Linked DNA regions of Callithrix jacchus: region 1 is linked to region 2. Evidence: chromatin contacts called from public Hi-C data. All regions are on one chromosome and are shown on one strand. The core of a region is the stretch at or near the end of the contact, and the rest is flanking DNA. Distances in the headings are between cores, read along the strand shown.

The links. A called contact is a pair of places that touch in the nucleus more often than the background predicts.
Region 1: a Hi-C map of skeletal muscle shows a contact between it and region 2, with 5 times the contacts expected there. The contact joins the promoter of MRTFA here to the enhancer-like site in region 2. A contact is called at or near these places in 2 of 3 Hi-C or Micro-C datasets (both in skeletal muscle).

The regions. Positions count from the first base shown.
Region 1 is chr1:191,340,511-191,346,194 of calJac240_pri, forward strand. It overlaps MRTFA (myocardin related transcription factor A), which reads right to left and starts at 3,846. Exons shown (of 14, transcript XM_078334625.1): 1 at 3,605-3,846.
Region 2 is chr1:191,223,920-191,229,859 of calJac240_pri, forward strand. All of the region lies in intron 3 of MRTFA (myocardin related transcription factor A), which reads right to left. Among named protein-coding and RNA genes, the nearest start is that of MRTFA, 120 kb to the right of the region's middle. Within about 2 kb of position 3,207, at least 9 of the 16 cell types and tissues checked have an H3K27ac peak or open chromatin away from gene starts, as enhancers often do. A contact at or near this core is called in skeletal muscle, where this site is marked.

The sequences.
Region 1 (5,684 bases), core at 2,596-5,095, 120 kb after region 2:
CATACATCTACAAATTCTTTTTAAATATACTTAAGTAAGCTGCACTCTCGAAGAAAGTTTATACCTCTTTAACAGAGTTAGTAAAGTGCTTCATATACAATCTGTATATATCAAGGTACTCCATTTTTACTGAATGTTTCCACAGGCCATACTTTTTAGGAAATGCCACCTAATTTATAGGTATAAAATATATACCATTTAATAAAGGTAAGTTTTATTTATTATATCACCTTAGTGATTCTAAATCAAATATGAAACATTTATTTCACAGAAAGTAATCTGTAATAGTAAAATGATAATAATATAGGTAGAACTTTCTTTTTATTTTTGAGACGGAATTTTGCTCTTGTTGCCCAGGCTGGAGTGCAATGGCACAATCTCAGCTCGCTGCAACCTCTGCCTCCCGGGTTCAAGCGATTCTCCTGCCTCAGCTTCCTGAGTAGCTGGAATTACGCACATGTGCCACCACACCTGGCTAATTTTGTGCATGTTTTTTAGTAGAGATGAGGTATGTCCATGTTGGTCAGGGTGGTCTCAAACTTCCAACCTCTGGTGATCTGCCCATCTCGGCCTCCCAAAGGACTGAGATTACAGACATGGGCCACTGCGCCTGGCCGATGCATAGAACTTTTTAACCTCTCTTATATTTACCCCTACAAAAGCAGGTTGAAAGGAAAAGAACATACCGTATTTTTAAGTCAGAGATTCGAGTCCTGGTTCTGTTAACTCTGTATCCCTAAATGAGTTATTTAACTAGTTGCAGCCTGTTTCCCTATCCTTATGCAACAGAATAAAAGCCTAGCTTTTGTGTAGTGGGCATCAGGAATGTTAGTTCCCTTCTCCCTCCTTGGGGCCTATAACTGGTGTATTAGAAGGTTTATCAGGATTTTTTTTTTCTTTGAGACAGGGTCTCACTGCAAGTCCAGGTTGGAGTGCAGTGCGAACATAACTTACTGCTACCTCAAACTCCTGGGCTCAAGAGATCCTCCCACCTCAGTCTCCTGAGTAGCTGGGACTACAGGTGCACACCACCATGCGTGCTAATTCTTTAATTTTTTGGTGGAGACAAGCTATCACTATGTTGCCCAACTGGTCTCAATTCCAACTCCTGGCCTCAAGTGATCCTCCTGCCTTGGCCTCTCAAAGTGCTCAGATTGATTACAGGTGTGAGCCACTGTGCCAAGCCTATCAGGAAACCTTTCTAAGCTGTGATTTGTCTTTGGAATGGTTTTCCTCTCCTTCATCTGAGTTAACATTCAGCCCAAATGCCATCTTCTTTGAAGCCTTCCCATACATCTGCAGGAAAAAGCTCCCTTGAATCTCCCATTAAAGTCTGGATATGTGCTTAAGAGTTTATTTCCGTACGTTACAATCTCATTTTTTTTTTGCCTCTCCCAGTAGACTGTGAGCGCCTCATGCACAGAGACCATATCTCATATCTCACTTACCTTGATAGCCCCAGCCCTTGGAAAAACACCTGGCACAATACAAACGTGGAACAAAAAGTCTGCTGAATGAATAAATGAAGTCATCCCTTAAGTAGTACTTGTAATTACTACCAGGTGGACCCAAACTTTATGGTTTTGCCCTTTACAGGCTGAGATCCTATTTCATACTTTTTCAGATCACTCCCTGATAGCATCTGGCAGAGTACTAAGGACAGGAAAAGTCCCCAGTAAATACTTTTGGGTGATGGGATATATATTACTCTTCCACTTCTCTTGATTTGACTCTAAATTACTTATTCTAGTGGATGTGACTTTTGAAAGCCTTCTTAAAAAGGGGCCCTTCTTTTTTTTTTTTTGAGACACAGTTTCACTCTTGTTACCCAGGCTGGAGTGCAATGGCGCAATCTCGGCTCACTGCAACCTCCACCTCCTGGGTTCAGGCAATTCTCCTGCCTCAGCCTCCCATGTAGCTGGGATTACAGGCACGCACCACCATGCCCAGCTAATTTTTTGTATTTTTAGGAGAGACGGGGGTTTCACCATGTTGACCAGGATGGTCTCGATCTCTTGACCTCGTGATCCACCCTCCTCAGCCTCCCAAAGTGCTGGGATTACAGGCGTGAGCCACCGCGCCCAGCCCAAAAAGGGGCCCTTCTTAACAGTTATTGGCCAAAAACTGAAACACCAGAGCTAAACTACAGATATTTTTTTCTTTGCAGGTGTTTTTAAATAATGCAGTAATGGATTGCTTCTTTCTAAACCATTCAGTAAGAAACAGTAACATAAAGAAACAGTAACATTCGCTATGAAATATGCAAACGACATCAGGCAAAACTTAGTTTAATAACTTCCAGCCAAAGGTTCCCCACCCTGCAGTCATGGGGCTGTGGGCCAGCTGGCTGTACCACCTCACCCCCGGGAGATGACTGCTTTTCAACAGTAAAACTGCGTAAGTGACATTTGGAGTTTTGGGAGGGGTCTTCTGAAGTAAAACCTGTAAGTTTAACTTCTTATTAACAATAAGTCTTATGTTACAAGCTTTGGCTTCATGTAGAAAAGACCCTGTAAAGATCTCAAAAACTTGGAACTCGGGGACATTCCAGACGTCTTATGAGTTTAAAACCATACAAAAATATATGCAGGGGGTAATTCCATTATTACATTTAAGTGATGTATTCCACATTCCTGTATATACACACACTTCATGCCAAATAGAGGCTGGCAAGCAGTTAACCGTTCAACTGCCCTTTCGTTATGCTGCATAACGGAGACGAGAGAGAAATCTTGACAAAGCCAAGCTGGGCTAGTGCTTAATGTACACTGGGGCAAACCAGTCATTCTCAACATCCCAAAAGCAAACATTTCTTGTACCCTTACTAGCGCCAAGCACTGTGTCCAACGTTTCACGTGAATTATTTCATTTCACACTTACAACAAACAGCCATATGCGATTGGTGGTATTAACGTTCTCATTTTTCAGACGAGGACACCAAGGCACAAGATTACACAGCTAGCAAGTAAGTGGCAGGTTTGGGAGTCGACTTAAAAGGTCCAGCCCTGGGCACTATGGAGTATCAAAGGTACCCGAGGCGGGGAGGGTGGGCTGCAACCAGCGTCCTGGCAGACAGACGCTTTCTTAGAGGGTAAAGTTCTTGACCATCAAGTTTCAGATCTGCAGAGCCCTGTACACCTGGCTGCGATTAGGTTGCTACAGCTGAGCCTCCCTGCCTGGGAATCCCCAAGAATGCACTTGGATCCTGAAGGTTTGTACGAGATCCCAGAGAAAAGGCCGACACCTCATCGCTGCAATCAAAACACACCCGGGGAGCTGCGAGGGCCAGGACTTTCGTGCTTCCCGCCCAGAGCACCGCGGCCCCGCCAGGCGGTGCACAGGTGCACTGCCCCGCCCGCCCGCCTAGGTCCCGGTCCCGGTCCCGGCCCCTGCCCCGGCCCCGGCCCCGACACAGTGACCGCGGTTCAGCGACTCGCGTCCCGAGAGCAGGGGCAGAAGGCCGGCGGGAAGAGGGCCGGGGGCGCGAGGGCCGCCCCGCCCGACCCCCGGGGGGCGCTCGCAGAGGGGTCGCGGGGAGAAAGGATGCTCCGGGCGGGGCGGGGCCGCGGTGGGGGAGGGGTCCCCAGCCTGGACTCTCACTCACCGCCTCTCGCTGTTCCTGGCCGGGCTCCGCGGCTCGCCCCACTCCGGCTCTAGCCGTCCGCGTCTCCTCCAGAGGCTCAACGTCCATCCAGGGCGCACGGAGCTAAGAAGTCGCCGACAGCGGAAGGCGAGTGGCCAGCAGCAACCGAGAAGGTGGTGAGGATGGGACCGTCGCTCTAGCTGCCGCGGCCACCACAGACGCTGCTACCGCCGGCTCCTCGCAGCCGCGGAAGCTGCGGGCCCGCCCACCACGCCCGCCTCCCGCCCTGAAGACCGCCCACTAGAGAAGTGACGGCGGTGCTAGCCAATCATAGGCCTGATCGGGGTCGTGATCGGCGGACTATGGGGCGGGCAGAGAAGGAAGCGGCACGAAGAAGGCGAGGACGGCGGCGTGACTTCCTGTGACTGACTGCACGTCGCAGCCAATGGGCAGCGGGAAGATGACCTCATCGCTGAGGAAAGTCTGGAACTGGCTGAGCTGCGAAGAAGAGGTCGGCGACGAGCCGGGGGCGGAGCGCTGGGCCTTAAAGAGGCCGCAGCCCACTGGTCACCCTGTGAAGGAAAGGGCGGTGGACCCTGCCGGACCTTGCCAAGTTGCCAAGGGATCAATGCTCAGCCGCGAGTAATTACTCCATTAATCCCAGACCCCATCCTGATTCTTCTCCGGGGCTGAAGGGTCTCCGCTTGGGACTCCGAAGTCGATCATTTCACATTCACGCTTCCAAAACGAGACACAATAAATTCCTCTCTGGCCTGGAGCCCTGAATTCCTGTTACAGTCCCGCCCCGCCGAGGTCCGTCACCTTGTTTCTCTGAGTCAATTTCCCCAACGGTGAAAGGGAAGACGCTGACACCTGCCTGCCCCTCCCTACCTGCCAAGACCGTGGTGATCAGCAGCAGCGAAAGTGCTCTGGGCTTGGAAGAGGAAAAGGGCTGCGTGAGCCCAAGAGCTTGCATCGGAAGACTCCAAGAGAGCATTTGCAAAAGGAGGATTCCACGGGATGAACCCCGACGACTCTTGGAATTCTAAAATCCTATACCCTTGCCGCACCCATTCGTGTAGTGAAGGGGCGCGCCTTAGGCGCAGAGGCCACACACTCAGCAAGTGAACCCGGACACCTCTCTAAACCTATTCTGGGCTGGGGGCGGGGGGCGGGGAGCAGGGTGGCTGCCCGATTTAAAAACTGTATTTGTGAATATATATCTATTTTTTTAAATGTGTGAAGTCCATGACTGCAACAGGGAGAAAGGATAGAGGCAAAAGGGGAGAGAGAAACAAAGTAATCCAGGCCCATTGCGACGAAAGCCGCGGTCAGGCAGGCCGTTCATGTCCCTCTTCCTCCCCAGCAATGGGAGAGAGCCCAGAAAAGGAGAAATAACTCCAACTCGGTGGGGTGGAAAAGAGGGGGGAAGCGCTTTCCGGAAGGCGTCCGGGGATAGGGTCACCAGACAGAGTCAGAGGAAGGAATAACAGTAGGTAGAGGAAGAAGGGGTCAGGAGCATTCTTCTAGGTTTGGGGCGGACCCGTGAATAGACACAAAGACTGAAAAGGAGCCGCTCACTTTACATTCCAGGGTATATCCTCACTATGACCCTCTTTTCCCCCTCAAAGGCTTCTGGGACTGCCCATTGGTGAACTCTCAGAGGGAGGGCGGGAGAGGGTGCCGCTCTCTCCAACAGCTGCGGAAGTCAAAGTGGCCTTGGAATATTCCCAATTACTCACTATAAGTCAGTTTCCGGTTCAGTACCAAAGCCCCGGTGGCAGAATCTTGGAGCTAGACGGATCCTCGTGGGTCCTTAGTCACACACACCTTCCCCCAAGGCAGAAATTCTTGCACAAAATACCTGATAAAATTATTTATTCGACAAATATTTTTTGAGTAAGAACACTGAGGGCGTATAAGATACAGTCACTACCCTGGGGGTGCTCACACCAAACTGGGGGATGCTAAGGCATGTACTTCGGTGACTGCAGTGCCAGGCGGATATCGCAGGTGACTAATGGTGCAGAAGTGTGCCTCGGAGGAGAAATTACCCCCGTTGGAATTATTGGGGTGGGGCACATTTCCCCAAAACATGACC
Region 2 (5,940 bases), core at 1,957-4,456:
CTATAAAATATATCAATGAAGTATTGCTGAATACACCATTGTTTTTTCAATGACCATATATAATTAATGCTGATTCTGCTTATTATGGCTGGTGAGTTCTGACTAGGATTCATTATGGTCTCCATTGGCACCTTGTGGAAAGCTACTGTGTGCCCAAGAGACGCATATTACAATCTTAGAAACATATCTTTTGGCCAGGCATGGTGGTTCATAACCTGTAAAACCAGCACTTTGGGAGACCAATGCAAATGGATCACTTAAGCACAGGAATTCAAGACCAACCTGGACAACAAGGAAAAACCCATCTCTACAAAAAATTAGCCAGGCATGGTGGCATGCATCTGTAGTCCCGGCTACTCCAGAGGCTGAGGTGGGATAATTATTTGAGTCTGAGAGTTAGAGGCTGCAGTGAGCAGTGACTGCACCACTGCACTCCAGCCTGGGTGACAGAGTGAGACCCTATCTCAAGAAGAAAGAAAAGGAAGGGTGGGAGGAAAGGAAAGAGAGAGAGAAAAAAGGGAGGGAGGGACAGAGAAAGACAGACAAGAAAGAAAGGCAAGACAAAGAAAGAAAAACAAACTTCCCAGCTGGGTGCACTTGAGCCCAGAAGCTCAAGACTGCCCGGGTGGGCAACATAGCAAAATCCCAGCACTTTGGGAGGCTGAGGAGGGCGGATAACGAAGTCAGGAGTTCAAGACTGACCAGCCTGGCCAACGTGATAAAACCCTCTCTCCACTAAAAATACAAAAACATTAGCTGGGCACAGTGGTGGGCACCTGTAATCCCAGCTACTCAGGACCCTGAGGAGGGAGAATTTGTTGCACCTGGGAGGTGGAGGTTGCAGTGAGCCGAGATTGCACCACTGCACTCCAGTCTGGGCAAAAGAGTGAGACTCTGTCTAAAAAAAAAAAATTAGAAGGGTGCCTGTAGTCCTAGCTACTAGGGAGGCTGTGGTGGGTGGATCACTCGAGTCTGTCAAGAACCACTGGGTTATTTCAAGGATTAAAAGAGTTGATTTAGGCTCGGCACAGTGGCTCACCCCTATAATCCCAGCACTTTGGGAGGCTGAGACAGGTGGATCATGAGGTCAAGAGTTCAAGACCAGCCTGGTCAACATGGTGAAAAACCATCTCTACTAAAAATACAAAAATTAGCTGGACATGGTGTACACGCTTGTAACCTCAGCTACTCAGGAGGCTGAGGCAGGAGCATTGCTTGATCCTGGGAGGTGGAGGGAGGTTGCAGTGAGCTGAGATTGCACCACTGCACTCCAGCCTGGGCAACAGAGTGAGACTGTCTCAAAAAAAAAAAAAAAAGGGGGGGGGCATAATGGCAGGTGCCTATAATGCCAGCTACTCAGGAGGCTGAAGCAAGAGAATCACTTGAACCTGGGAGGCAGAGGTTGTAATGAGCCAATATTGAGCCACTGCACTCCAGATTGGATGACAGAGAAAGATTCTGTATCGGGAAAAAAAAAAAAAAGAGTTGATTTATATATAAAGCATGTAGAACAGTACCTGGGCACAGGTGCTATTATTAAGATTAGCATAGTGGCTTCTAGGCAAAATAAGTTTATCCTAATAGCAACTAAAGACAATCTGATTCGTCCCCAATTTGATTAAGTAACAAAAAATTAAAATAAATCACAGATGCTGATAGGATGTGAAAAAAATGGGTTTGTCTATTCCCAGTAAGATTTATTTACACACTGGGCACAGTGGCTCATGCCTGTAATCAGCACTCTGGGAGGCTGAGGCGGGTGGATCATTTGAGATCAGGAGTTCAAGACCAGCCTGACCAACATGGTGAAATCCCATCTCCCATTTCTACTGAAAGTACCAAAAAAACTAGCAAGGTGTGGTCGTGCACGCCTGTAATCTCAACTACTCAGGAGGCTGAGGCAGGAGAATTGCTTGAACTTGAGAAGCAGAGGTTGCAGTGAGCTGAGATCACGCCAATGCATCCCAGCCTGGGCAACGAATTAAGATTCTGTGTTTAAAAATAAAAAAAAAAAAAGATTTATTTACACTCATTACCACTTTCTATGGATATAATATATTCAGTTCATATTGGAATCTCTGGCCTCACAACTGAGGCTGTCTCTCAACTGGAAGTTTCTTTAAGGTGGAAGAACATTAGTAATATGTTCTTATAATATTAACTGTGGTTTAAGGACACTTTTCTGCAAAGTATGAGTTTGGCTTCCGGATGGGCTTGGTGGCTCACACCTGTAATCCCAACACTTCTGGAGACCAAAGCTGGAGGATAACTTGAGCTCAGGAGTTTGAGACCAGTCTGGGCAACATAGGGAGACCTTGTCTCTACCAAAAATAAATAAAGATCTTGGTTTTTAAGATTACCACGTTTCTCTTCATGTTCATAGTAGCTTTTAACAAGGTGCTGGTATCAATAGCTCAACCCTCAAACATCCAGCTAACAGTAGAAAATACACTACACAGAAAGAAAAGATGGTAGACAAGTCCAACTATCTTTCAGAGTAGGCAGCAATGCTTGTACTTGTATTTAGTACTGAGCAATTGTTTCCAATTTTCTAGGAAGTCACAAAGCTGTCACAAATTGTTTATACAATTCTTCCTTTGTCAGAGTCCAGTGCCTGCTCAGTTTGTCATTTCATATTGGCAAATAACTATACAAGTTTTCCTCATCTGTGACACAAAGATTAAAATAAGCAGAGGTAGTCACATTCTAAACATTTTCTGGTTCACACCTTCCTGTATTAGGGAAATCAGTGTTTGGGCACAAAAGATCATCCATTCTAACTCTTACTGGGCAAATATGTTGTTTGTGTCAACAAAGTACTTTTGTAAATAGAAAATAATGCCAATATCATTAAGTGCTTGAAAGAAAGATCTGCCAAAAATAACCCTGTTGTGACCTACTCTTAGGATAATCCAGGGTTGATAAAAAGCCAAATTCTCCCCATAGCCGACAGAGATTTGCCTCAGCCTAAGGCTATTTTCCCTAAGTGAGTTTCTAAACTTTCTCGGAAGCTTCTCTTTCTCATCGAGCTGGTCAAAGTTTTCTTGTAACAACATACCACACAACTGAAAAGCTAAGTTTCGGGGTCTGAATTTTTGTTTACCTGATAGAAGTTACTGCTTTCTCCTAGTGGAGAAAGCTTATCTCCAGAAAACTTTTTCAGTAATCTGATGGCAACAGCTTTGCTACTAAAAATTTCCCAAAATCTTCTTGTTTGGGCAGGTCCTGCTGAAATCCCCCTCCTCATGAGGAGGAATTTGAGTAAAAATACTGCCAGCTTCAAGTTCCCTTAGGCAAATTTCCAGCCTCAGTCTGAGGCCATGAGGTTAAACATTTCTCAATGACGCAGGCTCCCTCTGAGGGAGGAACAAGAAAAAGAAAAAAATCAAAACGTATTCCTCCCAGTGCAGTAAATCAAGAAACAGCAGCCTAGTACTTAAAAAAAAGAAAAGTGAAGTTAAACTATATACTGTTTGCTCTGCCAAGGCCCCCAGTGGGAGTACAGAACCCAAATGAGAACTGTGGGATGAGAAAAAGAACTGTAGAACTAGCAATCCAGTCAAACTGACAAGATATTTCTCTAGATTCTCTACATAATCTCTAGAATACCAGTACAGTGTAAGGCTCCAGTCACTGTATAATTTACGATAACTAGGACAACTAAAGCAAAGTGACTGAATTAGTGGTTGGGGGTAAGGAATGGTTCACACATGAAGCAAATCACGATTCAGGATTAAAATGTATATTAAGTGAGAGGTTGGGGAAACTAAAGGCAAGTACATTTAATCAACTTCTTAGTATAAGAATATATAAGGCTGATCACAAAGAAGGCAAACTCCTGTGAGGGGTAGGTAGGGTTCTTGGACCTCTGGTCATTAGCAGATAAATAATTGAATGAAATAAAACCCAAACTGCTCCCCAGAAACTGATTAATATATACAGAATTTTAGAGTTAAAAAGGGCCTAAATGCTTACAAGAAAATGCCGGTGATGAATATGCCATGTGTACGGTGCTTTAATTCTCAAAGTGCTTTCATTGAATCATTAAATAAAAAGTATTATGTACCTGCTATGTGTTAGGAACTGGGAATACAGAAATTAGATACCACCCCTGCTTGCATGGGGCATTCTTCTGACAATGAGACCTGCTAGGAATGAAAATGCAGCAAACAATCGCTTTCTGGTCTCCCAGTGAACCTAGGGAGAGCACAGCAGAAGGCGCACCTCAGTTTCTGCGGGAATCCAAGATAGCACAAGTCTCAGAAGAGGTAACCCTTAAACTGAGACCTGAAGGATGAGAAGGCTGGCAAGCAGAAAGAGGAACAGTAATATGCAAAGGAACAGAGAGTTAAAAGCACAAAGTGTTCCGGGAACCAAAAACTGGTCAGTACTGCTGGAGACTGTGAGTTTGGAAGTGATATGAGATAACCACTTAGTCAGAGACCAGACAAATAAAATAGTTTAAGTTTTACCTCACAAGAAATGGAGGAATTGTGAGCGGGAGAAGAAAAGGATTAGAATTGGTAGTCAGCAAAAGTATCCTAGCAGCTGAATGAACAGATCAGAGGAAAGTTGAACTATAGCCAGGGAGCCCAATAACAAGGCCCCTGAAACCACAAGGAAAAATCCTGAGAATATGATATAGAGCGGAGAGACAAAATATAAGAGGTCAAGGTAGAAGTAAAATCTAGAGAACTAAGAAGTCAAATAGATGTGACGAGTACAACCAGAAAGGAAGAATCGAAACTGACTCCTAATTTTCCTGGCCAGGGCAACTGGCACTATAAATTAGGGAATGCAGGCTTGGGGATAGTCACCGGGAATGGTGGTATCAGTTTAAATGCATGCAGGAAGAAATTAGTGAATTAATTGAATCTAGAACTCAGGAAATAGGTCAGGGATATAGATATAAATACACACATCACATTTGAATACTTTCCTATTTGGAGGAAATTCTAAGATGGGGGAACGCAGTCACCTTTTCCCATTAGAGGAACTGACAGTTAACAGAAATTCCCTCTCTCTGTTCCCTGGCATCTAGTTCACAAATATATAACCCAAGTCAATAAGATCCTCCTATGTAGATCTTCAAATATTGAAAGAATAAAACAAATGTGGAAAATATAAACAAATTATTCATGGCACTGTGGCAAGTGCCTACTGGTGGCAGTGCCAACAGCAGCAGATGTTCATGGAAGACCAGGCCAGCAGCAGTGGCAGAGAAGGTCCAGTGAGCAGTGCTAGAGACAGAGTCCTCAGCTGACTGGTCCCATTATACGGTCTTCACCAAGTCTTGCCTCACTCAATTTCTGCTCATTTTCTAAACTGTGTTATCCAGCCTTCCTTTTAAGGCTGTGCACTAATACTTTTCTAATAAATTTATTGTATGCTTAGGTTAACCAAGATTATGTGAAGAACTCTGAGTAGTATAGAATGAGAAGAAAACACCGAACAGGTAAGATGAAGCCTAGAACTGGCCCATTATATGTATAGGGTGGCTAGAGGCCACCAGTGAAATTAAATTCATATGTGTTATCTCCTTCCATCCTTATAATCCCTTGTGAGGAAAATAAGGCAAGAATCATATCTTTATTTTAGGATAAGTAAGCTGAGGGTAAAAGAGATTAAGATCATACAGTTCTTTTTGCTAGCCAAGGGTGTCCTCAAAAAAGTTGTTTTACAAGTGCTCACTCATTAAAGGATATCTTAAATGACAATACTAATTCTAACAGCTAATGTCAATGGACACAGATGAAAACCACACATGGGTTCCAGTGCCCGTCTTCCAGCTTCTACAATTTTGGTAACATAAAGAAGATGAGGATCTTTGCCATCACCTTCCACGGCTCACTCAGTGTACCTTCGTTACTGCTTAAAGAATGCATCATAAGCTGAAGGGATTCCTCAAGTGGAAGAAGGGATCTTCTATCCCTAACCATG